2 separate regions of the Muntiacus reevesi genome follow, and region 2 is linked to region 1. Evidence: chromatin contacts called from public Hi-C data. All regions are on one chromosome and are shown on one strand. The core of a region is the stretch at or near the end of the contact, and the rest is flanking DNA. Distances in the headings are between cores, read along the strand shown. Region 1 holds the start of CRYAA (crystallin alpha A). Region 2 holds the start of HSF2BP (heat shock transcription factor 2 binding protein).

What was found. Hi-C and Micro-C count contacts between places; a contact is called where the count stands out from the background.
Region 2: a Hi-C map of blood shows a contact between it and region 1, with 5 times the contacts expected there. The contact joins the promoter of HSF2BP here to the promoter of CRYAA in region 1. A contact is called at or near these places in 2 of 3 Hi-C or Micro-C datasets (blood and muscle).

Annotation. Positions count from the first base shown.
Region 1 is chr8:23,043,866-23,047,580 of mMunRee1.1, reverse strand. CRYAA (crystallin alpha A) reads right to left here and starts at 2,443. Exons shown (of 3, transcript XM_065943061.1): 1 at 2,255-2,443; 2 at 992-1,114; 3 at 1-135. The coding sequence starts at 2,443.
Region 2 is chr8:23,437,851-23,442,082 of mMunRee1.1, reverse strand. HSF2BP (heat shock transcription factor 2 binding protein) reads left to right here and starts at 2,381. Exons shown (of 9, transcript XM_065942442.1): 1 at 2,381-2,504; 2 at 3,253-3,507. The coding sequence starts at 3,472. It overlaps RRP1B (ribosomal RNA processing 1B), which reads right to left and starts at 2,297. Exons shown (of 16, transcript XM_065942269.1): 1 at 2,104-2,297. The coding sequence starts at 2,233.

The sequences.
Region 1 (3,715 bases), core at 1,194-3,693:
GCCAGATGGGACCTTGGGGCCAGAGAAGGTCAGCATGCCGTCCGCAGACAGGGAGCAGGAGAGTGCAGACTGGTCCACATTGGAAGGCAGGCGGTAGCGGCGGTGGAACTCGCGGGAGATGTAGCCATGGTCATCCTGGGGACGGCGAGGGCACGGTCAGAGGCGATGCAGCTGCCGGCAGCCCCCAGCCCCCGTGGAGGGGGCCCAGGCCGCACAAGGTCAAACCCACGATGCTCCTCCAGGCAGTGGGCGGCAGGTGCTGGGCCGTGTCCAGGGCCCTGGACCTCCCTGCCTCCCTGCATGAGATCTGGGCCCTCCCAGGGCCCTTGGCTCTTCTCACTAATTTCATTCCAACCTCTCGCAAATGGTCCTGCCTTGGCCCCGCCCTCAAGTCCAGCTTCCCCTTCACCTGTGGCCCCAAGACCGTTTGGGCTCAGGTCCCTGCCGTCCATCTAACCAGAAAGCCATGCCTGGACATTCCCATCTCCTAATGCCCTGGCCCAGCTCTCCCCACCTCCAGGTGGAAAGACTCGGAACCCCAAGTGTCCAAGCTTGTCTCTAGGGCTCCAGAAGGGGAGGACAGCAGATGGGTGGGGTCTGTCCCCCAAGTCCAGCTCCCCCATCACTGGAGAAGCCCTGGTCTCCGACCTGTCCTGGCTGGCTGGGGTCCTCCCTGAGTCAGGCTGTGCCCCTGCCCCTGAGATAATGTGCATCAGGGCTCCAACAGGAGTCGTTGGCTGCACCACCCCCCTGAGTGAGACTGGTGTGAAAGCCTGCCTGGCTAGGAGCTCACCCCTCAGTGCAGCGTCTCCTGGGGTCTTTCATACCCCTACCCCATCACCCAGGGGTTTGTATAGAGCCAGGGATGCCAAGCAGTGCCCCAGTGGGGACTGGCCACGCTGCCCTGGCCTGCAGAGGTCCCCGGGGTTGGCCAGGGTCTGGAGCCGAGGTCCTGCCTCTCGGCCGAGGCTGTGGCCAGCCCCAGGCTCACCTGCCGCTCGTTGTGCTTGCCATGGATCTCCACGAAGTCCTCCTGCACCTTCACCGTCAGGTCCTCGGGAGAGAAGTGCTTCACGTCCAGGAAGATGACAAACTTGTCCCGGTCGGATCGGACCTGAAACCAAGCACCCGTGTGGGTCCCGCAGAGCTGCAGCTCAGGGACAGGGACTGGCTGGAGCGGCCAGAGCTGGGTGGCCGGGGCTCGGTCCCGGGTTATCGGAACAGAAAGAACCATCAGGGCTCTGACCGCTCCCTCCGAGCGCCCGGAGACAGGGGCACCCGGGACTCAGGAGCGAGTGGACACTCGGCCGACAACCAGAACCTCAGAGGTCTGCTGTCCGCCTGACTGGTGAGGGGTTGAGTAGCCTGTTATAGATTGGTGGGTTAAGGTTGTAGGGTTGGTTATGTCTTAGTTGCTGGCTTTTTGGCAGGTTATGGGTTGGTTGACTATCCGGTTATGGTTGTGGACTGGTTATGGTTTGTTCAGATGGCTGATGAGATCAAATACTTGGGCCCTGCCCACCTCTCTGTCAACAGCCTGGGGCCCTATCTCTGCACATGGACAGATGTTCCCAGCGGTCTGCACAGACCACCCAGCTCCTCACACACTCCCCCTTCACTCCTCGGAATGGTCAGCCTTGCACCAGCTCCAGGCAGTTCTCTGTTTTAGGCAGTGGTGAGACCCAGCACCCCCAGAGAGCTGGACCCTGCAATGGGAAAGCCTGTAGACCTCCTTGCTGCCCTCGGGGGCCTGGCCTTGGGCAGCTGGGCAAACTCTGCAGCTCTGGCCACAGACGGCTTCAGACAGGAGGCCTCCGACCCGACCTCAGGCAGCACAGCCCACATTAGTTATCCGGCCGGAGGGTACGCGCAGCCTCGGAGCATGAAGCTCGGCCCTCCAGCGCCCGTGCCCCAGTGGCGCTGTTCTCGGGGACCCCAGATGACGGTGGGAACTCACCCACCACATATAGGTCATGAGTTGAGGGCAGGAGGCATTAACAGTGGGTGAGCTCCTCTTCCCACCACCCCAGAGGTATGGAGGCTCTGCTGGGGGGATGGCCTGCCCAGCCTCTGAGTCCAGGAGGGACGAGATTGGGCAGGAAGGGAAAGTGGCCCCGCGGCCCTTATCACCCGCTTCACGAGACACGATGGGAGCACTAGGAGCAAGGGTGCCCCCGCTGGCCCTCAGAAGCCCCTCTCTCCTATCCGGCCCGCCCCCCGGCCGCAGCAGGAAGCAGCGTGCCCGCAGTCTCACCTCAGAGATGCCGGAGTCCAGCACGGTGCGGAAGAGGGACTGGCGGTAGTAGGGGCTGATGGTGGAGGACAGGAAGGGCAGCAGGTCGTACTCGAAGAGGCCCTCGCCGAAGAACTGGTCGAACAGCCGGCTGGGGTAGAAGGGGCCCAGGGCGCGTTTGAACCAGGGGTGCTGAATGGCGATATCCATGGCGGGCAACGGCTCTGCGGGCAGCCGGGGCGAGGAGATGGTCAGAGCAGGGCCTGTGGGCAGCGCACTGAGGAACTGGGTTGCGGGCCCTGCCTATATACGCTGGGGCAGAATGGAGGCATTAGAGGGATTTGTCTGGAAAGCGCGAGCTCAGGAGGCAGGCCGCCCAGTCAGCAGAATCGGGGGCCGGCCAGGCTGAGCGCTCACCTCGCCCAGCCCTGGCTGCAGCGCCGACCAGCGGGAGCTCCCCACGCCTGGAGAACGGGGCCCCCAGGGAGCTGCTCTGTGGCGGCTCTGCGTCCCCCACGCTCTCCCTGGTATACAGGGAAGACTCTCATCTCCCTTCCCCAGGGGAGGGTCCGTGTGCCAGGGACAGCGCCCCTCTCTGCACACACGGTCCCCTGTGACCCCACGGCTGCCCCCCGAGGGGGAGCTCGTACCCCTGCTTCACAAGCCAACAGGCGCCCAAGTGGTCCCCGAGCCCCACAGATACCAGGTTTGGCTGCATTTCCTTAAGACAGAATTTCCTCCCTTATATCTTGGTGATTACAAAAATGATACATCCTTGTAAAAACCTTGGGAAAGACAAAAAGTGCAGCTCAGAAGCTACAAAGAGCCTGTGACTCCAGCACCAGGGAGGCCTGTCATGGCGTCTGTGTGCATCCAGGAAGGGAGGCAGATTTGCTTTGACCAAGGGAAACCGCGTGGGCCGGAGTCTCCTCTGGACCCCGTCCCTGCAAACCTCAAGGCCTGGGAACAGACAGAGCCAGGCTCCTTCAAGCAGGTGCCCTGCCCTGTGCCAGGTATGTGACTGGTCTGCCCGTCCAACTATGGCCCAGAAGGCATTCCAGGGAGACCCACCACAGTCAGGACACCCCCGGCTTTAAGGCTTTCGTACTTCTCAGTAGCGTGGCCTCTGGGAGCCTTACACTAATGCACCATCCCCCTCCCCACTCACAGCATAATACAGAGCCATTCCCATGCCCTACCCCAGCCGGCTTTCTCATGCATAGTCCAGGCAGCAAGACACTTATTCATCTTATTCATCTCTGGGTCCTCCTGCAGTTTCTCATGTACTTAATCATTCAGTCACATCCAACTCTGTTGTGACCCTTTGGACTGCAGCCTGCCAGGCTCCTCTGTCCGTGGGATTCTCCGGGCAAGAATACTGGAGTGGGTTGCCATTTCCTCAAAGGGATCTTCCCGACTCAGGGATCATGTCTCCTGCATCACAGGCAAATTCTTCACCCACTGAGCCATCAGGGAAGCCTG
Region 2 (4,232 bases), core at 1,132-3,631, 390 kb before region 1:
TGTCTGGTCGCCTCAGCCCGTAGGCGCTGCATCTGGTTCTTCTTCTGTTCTGTACACAGGCCGGCCCTCGAGTGTCTGGATGCGTGCCCACTTCCAGCTAGGAAAACAGATGGAAGTTTACAGTGTTTTGGGGAGACAGTGACACACTGACTGATAATTAAGAAGCAGGGCAGCTAAGTGCCACAACAGAGACACATAGGGTATCCTGGGATCCTTGCGGGGCAGGGTGAGGTGAGACAGAAGGCATTTTCAAGCAAGTGATGCTGAACTGAGTGCTGGGAGTCGGAGAAGAGTGGGGATCTTTTCAGAGAACGGGAGACATGAAGGCAGAGGTGAGAATCAGTGTACTGAACACCAGGAACCAGTGTGGAGCAGTCACATGGGGAAGAGGGGCTGAGGTATGGAGAGAAAGGGAGGACAGACCGTGGTCCACAGACCTGGGATTCTGACATGTCCAGCTGTTTTAAGAAGATGAGCCAGGCTGGTTCCAGAGCAGGGGTTCACTGGGGGCAACTGGAGTTTAGATGAGCGAGGAAGCAAGCAACCACAGAAGTCTAGATGAGATGGGGGCCTCCAGGCAGGGGAGAGTAGTTCAGGAAGTGAGAGAGCTGAGACCAGAGGACACTGGATGCAGGGTGGGGGAGAGGAGGCCGGCTAGAGTCTGGGTGGGGAGGGCAACTAGAATCCAAAATGAAAGAGCAGGGGCAGCAGAAAAGGTTTGGTGGTTGGGGGCGGGGGAAGAAAAATGAATCACTTTTGGACATTCTGGTCTGAGGACACACAGGTGGATGCTGCCAGGTGAGTAGGGCATATCTGAGCTGAAAGCAGCAAAGGTCTGGATTAGAAGACCAGGGTAGGAAACCTCCAGCATACATGGGATGAGTAAATTAAATCTGCTGGGGAGACCCCAAAGAGAGTCAAAGTCAGGAAGTTTGGCTTCATTCCTCTTTCTAGCAGACTTCCCATGAAATGATACTTTCTTTCCCCTGGGTAGTCTTTTGTGGTTTCCCCTTAAAACATTAACTAAGGAGGTCAGCACAAGGAGAGATAACATCAATACTTTGAAAGTGGCTCTATGTTCCAGAACTAGCATTAAAGAAATCAGACTTATCTTGTGTGCTCAGTCGCTCAGTCCTCTGAGACTCTGGGATTCCATGGGCTGTAGCCCGCCAGGCTCCTCTGTCCATGGGATTCTCCAGGCAAGCATACTTGAGTGGGTTGTAATGCCCTTCTCCAGGAGGGTCTTCCCGACCCAGGGATCCAACCCAGGTCCCCCACATTGCAGGCGGATTCTTTACAGTCTGAGCCACCAGGGAAGCCTAGACTTATCTTAGTACCATAAAAACCTCCACCGCACACTGTAGCTCATTCTTTCAGGAGTTTACAGGTCAGTTAATGAAATCCTTCAATGGCACCCACTGCTGTTTAAACCCAAATCACAAAGCCCGGTGCGACCTGGCCACTGCCTATTTGTTCAACTTCATCTTCCCTCACCCTCCCTCACTTACTAACCTTCAGCACTGCTACCCGTCTCCTCTCCGACCTGCTGAACGCCAACGGCCCATGTAGAGGATGGCTTTCTTTCCTTGGTTTTCGTTTCCTTTACTTTGCTTAAAGGAGCTCTGTTTCAGTTAGAAATTCGTCCCTAGACTTCCCGGACAACTCCCTCCAGGGTAGGGATTCTGTTTTCTCTTTTGCAATCCCAGCTCCTAAACGTGTGGTCAAGTGAAGGTGTAACTCAAAGAAGAGCGCACCAGAATCTATCAGGTGAGCCCAGTGATCCAGGGGCCAGGCTCGGGGTTGGACAGAACGGGTCTATCCTAAGCTTCACCACCCACTTGTGACTTTCAGCAGACCACCCGACCTTGTCGGCCGCAGTCCCTCAACCTTAGAACCGGACGAGACCCAGCAGAAAGCGGACACAAAAGCACATGTGGGAGTGAGACACAGTGCCACACGCTCTCCCCGCTCCGCCCGCGGCTCCCCCGGGCCGTCCCCCGTGACGCACCTCCCGACCGGGCCCCCTTCCCGCACCCCCCAGCCCGGCCCACCTCAGGCTCCCACGCCCGGCCGCCATGTGCGCGGCGGACTGCCGGCGCCCACCTGTCTCCCTCTGCGTCTTCACGCTGATGTACTGGCGCAGCTTCCTCATCGCCCGGTCCCGGATGCCCTTCTCGTGGGACGCCAGCCGCTGAGCGAACTGAATCTCGGCCGGCTGCATGGCGGGGGCCATCGCGTCCGTTGGAGCATCCCCCGCCTCAGCCCGCCGCCACCGAGCGCCCGCCGCCTAGCCGCCCCGGCCGCGACTGCGCAGAAGGCGGTGGCGCGTGCAGCGGCGCGCGGGCTGATGGCGTCACAAAGGCGCCGGCCGCCGCCCGCAGCGCGTTCTGGGAGCTAGCGCGGCTGCCCAGGCAGCCGACTGAGCGGCGCATCCCCGGTTAGCGGCGCGCTTCTCCGCCTCTGCGGTCTCTCGGTAGCCAAAGCTCGTCGCCGTTGACGGCGAGGTTAACCGTCGTTGCGTGTTGGACGGGAAGAGTCCTATAGCCAGTTTTACGTGGTCTAGAATCTTTGCGCCCACTCCACTAAATCCCCGTCCAATTGGCAGCTGTTCCCCCGGGAGACGCGGCACCGAGTCTTGAAACGCTTTGGACTCCTCGGCCGCCAGGGCGGGGTGGAGGTGGGGGAGAGAGGCTGCCCTTGGGAATTTTGGCGGGATGTTGTGGGCAGCCCCCTCGAGGGCGCTCTGATCTCAGCGACCGGTGACCCCCAGTGCCCGGGTCCCGGCCGCGAGGATTGGGAGCGTGAACTTGAGGTCCGCCCGCGGGCCTAGAGGGCACCCACGCTGGGCACTTGGCCGTGTCAGCTCGCGGCCAGCTTCAGACAGACAAAGTTCTAGTGGTACAGTAACTGGTACCTTTGAACTCACGGACACTGTGCGAACTCAGTGGACGTGTAGGGGCAGCTGAATGGACTGGGTGATGTGTCCCAGCTTACAGTAGCCGTTTCAGTTAGGTACCAGCGGACTGGACTAAGTCTCCCTATCGAGGGCAGACCTCGAGCAGTCTGTTGTCAGAAAGCTTTGGCCTTTGCTCATGGAGCTGGGAGCTGAGTGTGGGAGCCAGGCGGTCAGCTGCTGGTTCCTTTGAACCTGTCACCCCTTGGTCTGACATCCCTCGCCAAACGGGAAAGGCCCTATTCTATTTATTTCACCGGACATTTACGCTAGGGTCTCATTGTCCTTGTACTTTGCAGCTAACAAAGTTTACGAGTTTGGTTAAGCCAGAAGAGCCAACGCGGGATCCCGCCGACCCACACTGGGTCTTTCAGCCGAGAATGCTTCAAAAAGTGCGGGGCCTGAGCCTCGTGGCTCTCCGTACCTGACTCTCGGCGTGGACGTGTTCCCGCGCTTTCTGGCGTGAGGGTCAGAGGGCGCGCCGCCGCGCAGGCGCAGAAGCTGAGGCCGCGGTAGTCATGAGCGAGGCTGGCAGCGCTGAGGAGGCTTGTCGGGTTAGTGCGGCCATCCAGGTCTCGGCCTGTGGGCCCTAGCTGTCGCCCTCGGCTTTCCCACACCGCTCCTGGGTGCCGTCCAGTGTGCTCGGGAGGGCCCTGGGTGTCGTCCGCAGACAGCATGCCCGGGGTAGGGGATGGGAGGCAGCAATGTCTGCCTTGGAAAATTCTCCCAAATCCTCTGGGGTGCGGGTCCAGGGGGCCGCGCACGGGGCGGTGGGCGTGTTCCTGTGACCCCGGGCCAGGCCGGGCCTGGCCGCCCACAAGGCCCTGGCCGTGTTGGACTTGTCAGCCTCAGGGGTGCCCGGCTGTCGATTTCAGATCCTGGTTGTGTCCCCGGTCCTGGGGTTCCTGAGAGTCACCTGGCTTCCCTGTTTCCCCATTTCCCAGGGTTGTGGTCTGAATGAAGCAGGACGGCCCGCAAAGGGCCTGGTGCACCCAGTACGCGTCCACCCCGATGCCTTTTCCGCCTGATTTCTTGATGCCGGAGCGTTAAGAAAAAGTTGCTGGCGTTTTCTTTGGGGTTTTGGAATAGGGCCTTGTTTGCACTTTAAAAAAACTGGCTCACAGTGTGAAGACTGGGCTTGAGCCCTCTGGGTGTAATATACATAGAAAACAGTACATTAGGTAAAGACGTAGTTTGAAACTATTTTGAGCACAGGAGGCCTCAAAGAAAAGGAAGCAAGCTGAGTTGGGCTGCTGGTTTTAGTCATCTGAGGAGAGCT